Linked DNA regions of Gossypium hirsutum: region 1 is linked to region 2. A link is a contact called in public Hi-C data. All regions are on one chromosome and are shown on one strand. The core of a region is the stretch at or near the end of the contact, and the rest is flanking DNA. Distances in the headings are between cores, read along the strand shown.

Region 1 (4,580 bases), core at 1,908-4,407, 500 kb before region 2:
GTAATTCAGATCCGATCTCATTACGGGTGTTTGCCCCTACAAGGGATTTAGCCTGGACTGGTAATCCCAACATTACCCTATGAGTTTACATTACGGGGGATTTAGCCTGGACTAGTAATCCCACCGTAAAATGTGAAGTTCGCGGGAGTGCGTACTTGAGATGATCACTCTTATGACTTAACGGTAGATGGATAATCCATCGAGACTTTCGAGAAACTCAACGGGATTAACATGAGATATGAAAATGAAAATGTTGGATGATGAGCTCATCTAAGACATATTACATCATGTTATGGAACTAACTTGTCGGTTTAAGTGCATGTGATAGGGAAACTATTTCATACTTGTTGGTTTTATTGCCTAATATGAATGCATGCTAATTAATCGGTAAGTTTACTTTCTAGTTATTCGGGCTTACTAAACATGTAAATACTTAGCCCTCTCTTTTCCCTGTCTTATAGAGCTTACGTACTTGCGAAGATTGGGAGACGGTTGAAAAATCAACACACTATCATATTGTCTAGCTTTGGTATATAGATGCTCTTATTTTGTTCAATGGCATCTATAGGGCTTTTGTTATTTTGTTACATGTGTCATTTGATTAGCCACTACGAAGGCTTGTAAAGGTATACATATTCACTTGTATGTGGCCATGGAATTGGCTCATAATGATGTAGGTTATGACCTACAAATTTCATGCATGCTTGTGTTCAGTTGTGCTAGTGAGGATGAAATATGGCATATCAAATTTAAACACATGTAATGTGACCAAATCACATGGGGTGGTTAGGCCACAATTTGGCAATGAGTTAAGATAACGAGCCAAGCTTAATTGAGTTACAAGTCATGGAAATCCTTAATATAAAGGGGATAACCTAGCATGTATAAAAACCGATGAGACGAGGTTTACATGCAATGAGGCATACTAAGGTCATTTAAGAGTATAATTAGACCATGTCAAGTGTTATTGAAAACTATAAGTGGATATGGTTATTAGAGGGTGACCTAAGGCTTGGAAAATAGCACAACAAGGTTTACACGGGTAGATACACGGGCGTATGTTTAGGTCATGTGTGACACATGGATCGCCCCATGGGCGTGTGATATGGTCGTGTGTCCCCTGCACCTAAAAATATTAAGTCAGAATACATGGTAGTAAACACACCGGTAGAGATACGGCCGTGTGTCTCAACCGTGTGACGGACACGGCCTAGCACACGGGCGTTTGTCTTGGCCGTGTGTCCCTAAATGCATGCTGACGTCATTAATAGAATGCTCAATTTTTTGGACACGGGCGACCACACGGGTGTGTCTAAGCCGTGTGAAGGACACGGGCCAGGGACATGGGCGTGTGTTTGGCCGTGTGAAAACCCCTGTAGGTTCGAAATGAGAAATAAATTCAATTAATTCCACACGGGCAAAGGCCACGGGCGTGTCCCAAAGCACACGGGTGTGTCCATTATCTCTACACGGACGTGTGAGGCTTAACCTAGCAAATTTTCCAGGAACTTTCTCAAGCTCTTGGTTTGATTCCGGACCATTTTCAATGTATGTTTTGGGCCCTGTAGACCCATAATAGGGACACTAAGATGTTGTTTGATTGGGTTCAAATTGGAAAGAAATTTTATAACTCGTATTTCCAAAAATGTCCAAGTACATGTATGGTAACGCCTCGTACCTAGTCCCAATCTCGGGTACGGTAAGGGGTTTTACATCACTAATGGGAACATATATGGGTCGTCCACCCAGGGACATAGAAATGGTAGCCTACACCAGACCCATGATTGCACCAGGAGCAGACAACCACCGACACATGAAAAATAGAAAGTGTGATTGTACACTTGACGCATGAAAAATGGAAAGAGTGTGTCTTGGGCCTCTATCTTTCCACTAATGTGCTAATGAGTGTAGGATCGAGTTTGTAGCCCCTAAGTATACGAGACGCATGCAAGAATCATATGTCTTACAAGTAACTACAAATTTCGATGTTAGAGCTTTTTGACAAGGTATGTATGAACCCCTCCAAAACACAATCATTCGCCTATTTATATTGAAAAATAAATTAATTTAAAATATTTTAAAAAATAAAAAACTTTAAATTTAACTTCATTGAAAAAATGAAATTTAAAATTTTGTCTTACCAGTATCGCTTGAGCAGCTAAAATGTGCCTGTCGTCGAAACGAATCAGAGGGCTTGCCATTCGTGAAAAATTAATCGAAACGAATAATATATGAAAAAATTAAATAAAAATATAATATTTTTAAACAAGCGCATTGAAAATTTTAGAACAAAACTTGAGAAAATTGAGAGAATTGAGAGAGTTGAGAGTTGAGAGAGAATACAGAGAGTTGAATTTTAGTGAAAAAATAAAAAATGGCTTTGTATTTAAAGGAAAAAAATTACCGGTAGCCCTTAAAATTTTTACTGTTGCCAATATTTAAAAAGTTGTTGGGAAAATGATCGTTGAAGGAAAACACGTCCTCTAAAAAAGACCTATTTCCCTAATTTAAAAAAAGGTCTAAAAGGCTAATTAAAAAAAACATATCTTTCTAATTTAGTTGAAAATTTCTATTATTTGATTATTATTATTATTGATTCTGAAAAGTACTTAAAAAGCTAAATCACTAAAAATATTTATTTTAATTGATTTAATATTTTCAATTGATTATCAAAATAAGGCCTAGGTTTCAAATTTTAATTAAATGATTATATTATTTTTTAAATGTAATTATATTAAGGTGAAAAGATTAAAAATTGTATCAACTAGTATAAATTTGTACGCATCAATACAAATCGATATTTGATTAAATAAATTTAAATGTACCGAAACAATTAAATTATACCTAAAATATAATCAAAATGAAACATAAATTACTTGATATTAATTTAAGATCGAAAAAATAAGTATTCGATAAATCTAAATGCACTGAAATAATCAAATCATACTTAAAATATAATCAAAATAAAACTTAAATTGGAAAAAAATAAGTATGGATGGGTATGGTGGATACTAAAATGATTATAGGCCCAAATCTAAAATCTTTTGGCCTTTTCTTTTCACTTCAATGCTAGTAAATTCTTATGAATATACCTTTATTATTCAAAAAGTTAAAATAAATTTATATTATTTAATTCAAATAAAAAATATTTTATATACAAGAGAAGAGGAAAGGGCAAAAATGAAAAGAAAGGAGAAAAGTGGAAAAGAAGGTAGATGCATGCATACATACATACATATTGGAGTGAAAATCAAGTGGGATCATTCATTACAATGACAAAGTTGCGTGCGGGTCAGAATTATTACAAGAAATTATCGTAATAATGCCACTGACGTGTAAACAGATGACTGGCTAACTCTCAACAAAGGGAGAAAGGGAGCAGCATTTTTTGTTGGTGGTGTTGGAGTAGGGGAGGGGTTATTGGGGCATGGAAGGGCTGGCCATGCTTAGGCAGCTCATCGGTCAGCTTCAAGACCTCTTGCATCTCTACGGCTCTCCTCCTCCGCCGCTTCCTCCGTCCTCTCCTTTTCACCTTCTTCACCTCCACCAACTGCCTCATCCTTTCCACGACCACCACCGCAGGTTCGTTTCCTTTCCTTCTCTCTTTACATAGATCTCTTCAATTTTCTGTTTTTCTTCTCTCGCCTCACATTTTTTTTATGTGCTAATTTTGAATTCTTGTCAGATTTATTCATCTAGGATTCTGTATTTTTTTTTGGGGGGGGGGAGTGTAATGAGGTGGATTAATGGTAGATTACCTTTGTTATCCGATAATGTTAATTTCTCTTCCTTGCATTTCTCGTTGTTTAGATTTTTGTTTATTTTCTGTTATGCCACTGCCGTTTTGTTAATTTTTATTTTCAGGGGATTTCGCATGTTTACTGCATTTGAATTTTTGGCCATTTTTTACATTACTAAACTATTTTATACCTCTTTTTGACGAAAATAGTAAGTTCATTCAAAATTTTAGTTTTCAGCATGTATCTTTCATCGTATTCCAATCATGTAGTTTCTTTTTTTTTTTACCCCTTTTTGCCTTTGTTTTCCTTTCCCTTTTTTTCAATTTTCAGTTTGCTTTGTCCCCTCCCCCAAAACCCTCCTCTCATCTTTATTAAGTGTTCATGCTGCTGTGTTTTTTTTTTTTAAGTTTTACATATTGTGATGGTCAATTTTGAACTTGTTGGCGATTGCCTTTTGATAATTGATGCTTGAATATCTTTCTTCTTAGTTGATTAGCATGATTATGATTGACTATGAAGATGGAATCTCATTTGTATCTGTTTACTATATGATTTCCTTAGAACATGAACTTAAACTTATAATTCTTGATTAATTTTTAGTCCACTGACTAATCAGCTCCTTTCAATTTTCCTTCACGTTCCTACACGCAAAGGAAAATAGAAAGTTAATTTACTAGTTAATTCAACAACGTCCTGGGTGTTTCGAGTAACAAAGAGTTGTTGTACTACTCTTGGAAGTTCTCCTTAAAGATTGTATGAATGAATGTTGAGTGGCCTAGCTCTCTGGTTAATTTATAATGCTCTGCTTGCCTTTGCTCATTTGTCAATTCCCTTGTTGAT
Region 2 (4,708 bases), core at 655-3,154:
ATTCTAACTTGATTTTCAGTATTTAGGCTTCCAAGAGGTAAGTATCATTGGATATTCTTACTTTTCTTATGCTAAAATGTTTAGGATAATAATAAATTTAAGTTATTAATATGAAAATAGTGTAATAAACATGTGATTTATTATATAAATAAATATGAAATGTGTTTTTGGGTGAATGTGTTTAATATGTGACTTGAATAATTTGGTTATCAACATTTGTACTAACACAATTTTGGACAGCAATAGTAGTGTGACTTCGAAAATTCACCAAAAATTAAGAAATTGAATTAGAAGTTAAGCCACATATGGTTTTAAATCTTATAGAGTCTAGTTTTCATTGGAACAAACAGAACTTGCATCCAAATTATACAATAAGAGATAACTATGAGGGAAGGTTGAATTTGTTAGTAGCATCCTTTGTTTCGATTTTGAAAATTTGTTAAGAATTGTATAAAATGAATTAGAACACAAGTCTTATATTTATAAAACTCTTATTAAGTATAGTTTCTAATAAAATAAATGGTGAATTTTTATAAATTATATTTTAAAATTAAATTATTTTTGAATGAAGAGAGGTCACAGTTGTTTGGTAGTAGGCCAGCAACTCTGCCCTAACCTTTAAAATTTGCTAGCATGTGTAAAAGCATAAATTTTGGAAATTTTGTGGTTGAAAGGTTCAAGAGTATAATTTTTAAAATATCGAACAGATTTTTATTTTGAATTTTTTGGATTGACAAATAAATAATTTATTGACAGCTACTCAAGTAGGCAATTCTGTTTTGAAAGATTAAATTTTGCTAAATATAGACATATTATGTCATAATGACCCATTGTGGAAATGATTATAAAAAATAAATAAGTGTAGTGACGATTTATATGGATATATGATATGAGTAAATATCATAATGTGCCTTACTAGACTTAGTAAAATGTTAACATACAATTGACATGCCAATTAAGGGCTATAGCGTGTTAGAGTTTTGTCATAGGTTTCACGCTTATGTGCACTTTTTATCACCTTTGGGCCTTGCACTTATTTGCATTATGGTGTGGTGTAGTTTATGGTCTTATGAGCTCTTTAGTGTGGTGGAGGGATGTTTTATGCTATTTTACAGTTTAGCACTTTAGTGCTCATTGGTGTGGTGAAGGAGTCTTGTATATGCGAGTCAGTTTTACTAAAGTTTATTATAGGCGATAATGGATTAAATGTTGATAATTAATTTTAAATGTGACTATAGATGGATAAAAGCAAAAGTTAAGGTCAAGAACTAAATGTTTTATTACTAAAATGGATGAAAATAAGGTAAATGTATAGCTAAGAAAATGAGAATTTAAATTGATAAGGTACTCTAAAAGTATATGCCCTAGTTAAGGAAATTACAATGGAATGGATGGATCCAATTGAAAATAAGTGCCATAAATGATAAATATATGTATATGCATGCTTTGAAAAGTTTAGAAATAAAGCTTTAAAATGAGGGAGAGTAATCTCTGCATGAACTTTTCATAAGCTATTGCCTAATGAATCATTAAAATATAAGTTGGGCCCCAAAATTCGAATAATTTAAATGAATTAGTCACATGCCATATATTTTACTTACTATGTGCTAAGTTAAAAACAAATGATTGGCCTAGTGGTTGAGTGCTCCAAAGTTATCTTAGAGGTCCTAAGTTTAAGTCACCAATTTAACATATTTTTAATTAATTTTTTTGGTGAAATTCCTAAGTCCTAAAAACACCTTTGCCGTCCACCCATACATGCCTTGCTTAGGGAGTTTTTTTTCCATCTTTTGTTAGTCAACATTCCATGTTTAACCAAACATAATCCTCTTTTTCACTCCCTTGTCTCCTTCTCTTCCCTTTTCTGTTTACAAATGCCTTGTGTGAGGTTCAATGAACCTAGACATGGTTGACCATAATCCTTCTCACCCAATTTGGCATACCCTCCCTCTCATTACTATCCCACCATTAGCTCATCCGCAACCTCTCCCTTTTTCATTTTTTCTCTCTTTTTGGTTACCCTTCATTTTTCTTTTTATTTTCTTTTCTCTTCTCCTCCACCGTAGCTAGCCTTGCACCACCACCACCTCATCGTCAAGCCACTGCCTTGCCGCATCTTCCCTTCCCTTTTCTCTGCAAGCGTCGCCTCCTCCACCATAACACCCACCGTGCACCACCGTGCATTTTATCTTTTTCTTATTTTTTTATTCTATTCTCTCTTTTTTAAAAGAAGTGATCGAACCCACCTCTTTTCTTTGCCCTCCACCAGAACTGTGCCTTTATCAAGGATCATTGTCGCCGTCACCACCGTAGCACCATCACCGACAGTGGAGATCTCTTCTTGTTTTCTTATTCATTTCAAATACTCATTATTTTTATTTTATTTTATTTAAATCCTAATTTGAACTCTACCTTTCCTTGGATTTATTTTCGAATAAATCCACTTCTTAGATCATTTCTTCTCCTTTGATTCGTGATCAAATCGTTTCGTTGATCATCCGTTTCATTCATGTTAGAGTAAGTATTAAAGGAGTGTAGAAATAGTTTCTCCTCTCTATTATTTTCCCATGGCCGATAACTTAAGGGAGGACCTTAGTGATTTATTTTCATAATGATTAATATTTCATACATATTATGTGTAGAGGGGTCACTCGACATCAACTTGAGAGGCCGTTAGCCGTTGGGATTAAATCGCTAATCTGAGAGATCTTTTAAGGATAAGTGTTAATAATAATTGATAATCGATTTGTTGTATTAACCTTAAAGATGATAGTCTTAACTCAAGATCGCCATTTGTTGTTTGATTAGGAAATCTAATTGTAGATCCTTGACTGGGTGTTCTGGGAGATTAATTACACATCGGATCAAGTGTGAGTTTTAACACTAAATTAATTAAGAATATTATTATATTGATAAAAATGTTGCAATTAAAATAATGTTGTTTGATGGGGATACTATATGTATCCATAAAGTGAGATAAGTCATCCTTATGAATTTCTATCAAGTAAGTGTTTTTCTTAAACCGTATACTTATGAAATGTATGTTGTGTGATATTGATGTTTGCTAATAATATGAAAAATATGCATATTTCATTTTCATGTTATGTGATTATATGAAATATGTGATATTCGTATGAAATATGTGATATTCGTATGAAAATAAGATGTGAAAATTTGGTACCTTGAGTACATATGTGATTTGCATGCTAAACATGCCTATATGATTTTAAGTGTTTTGGCCATATCACATGCATGGGGTGGGATGCCTGAAAGATGGAAGTATATGGTAGTTTATCTGCATTGATGTGACACAATTCATGATTCTAATTATATGGCAGTTTATCTACGTTACTATGACACTATTCACAATTTGGTGTGTTGTTTGGTCGAGTTCTGGGTAAACTCGACTATGGTGTGTAGCGGATATGGGGAGGATCATTTTTACTAAAATCTACATTGTTTTATGAATTATGCATTGACATCATCATGCGTGATATGCTTATGAAATATTGAGATATGTGATTTTATGACTTTGTATAGTATATGTTTTATGTTGTGAATGAGTTTGAGTTAATCTCAGACTGGCTAAAAAAAAGCTCACCCCATTAGTGTTTCAACTTTTCAAGTAGCACTCAAACATAGGACTTGGATCAGCTCTTGGTGGAGCCTCTCGGAAAATTTTACATCATTGATATTTATTGGACTTTTAACTATTTGGATTGTAGGTTGTGTTTTTGTGGACTTTTGGACTGTGGACTTTAACTTTATTTTGGTTATGATTTATATTTTTATGACTTTAAACTATCACACATGCATGCAAAATTATGAGATTTTAAGTGTTTTTAATAATGCCATTTTTCTAAATTAATTATGTTTTTCCTAAATTTTAAACAAAATGATAATTTGTAAATTTCCTAAATAGATTTATGAAAATCGTTGCGGCCTTCTTTGTAAGAAATCATTTTTATAATTATAATATAAGATCCTTCATATTTAGATGTTTTCAAACAACATTATAATTAAATGACGCTTTTCTTTTTTAAAGAATAAATACATTTTACTAAATATTTTTCGAAAAGAAAAAATTAGTCAATCTTAGAAATTTTTATGATTTCAAACTCAATCCTCTATTTTTTTCAAAATAAATAAATAATTTCGCACGTCGTTAATGTAATTTTCAAGATTCGGCCATAACGTCTAGGTCAGGTTTGGGGTGTTACAGACTTGATTAGTATAGCTTTAGAATTTGGCTGAAGTGAATCTTATATGACATGCTTAAAGGGGCTCAACGTTAATAAGGAATAGGATAAGTAGGTTTATTGTCACACCTGGATTGTCAAATTAAAGTTTGGATTATTTGAATCATATTCTTAGCTTATTTAAATTTATTTCGATTTGATCCTATGGAATTATTTTGTGCAAAATTATAATGATTTTAGTTTAATTTGGGCAATATAGTAAATTGGAAAGTCCTTGTATGGCCGGTTATTAGATATTTGGGTTTCAACTAAATTAGTTTAATTGTAACTATAAGATTAGATAAGTGGATGAAAAAATGTTGATGTCCTTAAATTTGAAAATGTTATTTGAAGATAGTGGGAAAGGGTAATGGGGGATATATGGAGAGTAGTTAACTGGGGTTAGAGATTGTGCTGGAAATTCATTTTCATCTTTCATTCCTTTATTGGTTATTTGCTCTGGAACGATG

What was found. A called contact is a pair of places that touch in the nucleus more often than the background predicts.
Region 1: a contact with region 2 is called in a Hi-C map of leaf, with 8 times the contacts expected there. The contact joins the promoter of LOC107916542 here to the enhancer-like site in region 2. A contact is called at or near these places in 5 of 34 Hi-C or Micro-C datasets (callus, hypocotyl and leaf).

What each region holds. Positions count from the first base shown.
Region 1 is chrA01:94,346,881-94,351,460 of Gossypium_hirsutum_v2.1, reverse strand. It overlaps LOC107916542 (F-box only protein 6), which reads left to right and starts at 3,157. Exons shown (of 2, transcript XM_016845812.2): 1 at 3,157-3,582. The coding sequence starts at 3,428.
Region 2 is chrA01:93,843,062-93,847,769 of Gossypium_hirsutum_v2.1, reverse strand. No RefSeq gene overlaps it. Among protein-coding and RNA genes, the nearest start is that of TRNAS-UGA, 4.0 kb to the left of the region's middle. Within about 2 kb of position 1,904, at least 4 of the 9 cell types and tissues checked have an H3K27ac peak or open chromatin away from gene starts, as enhancers often do. A contact at or near this core is called in leaf, where this site is marked.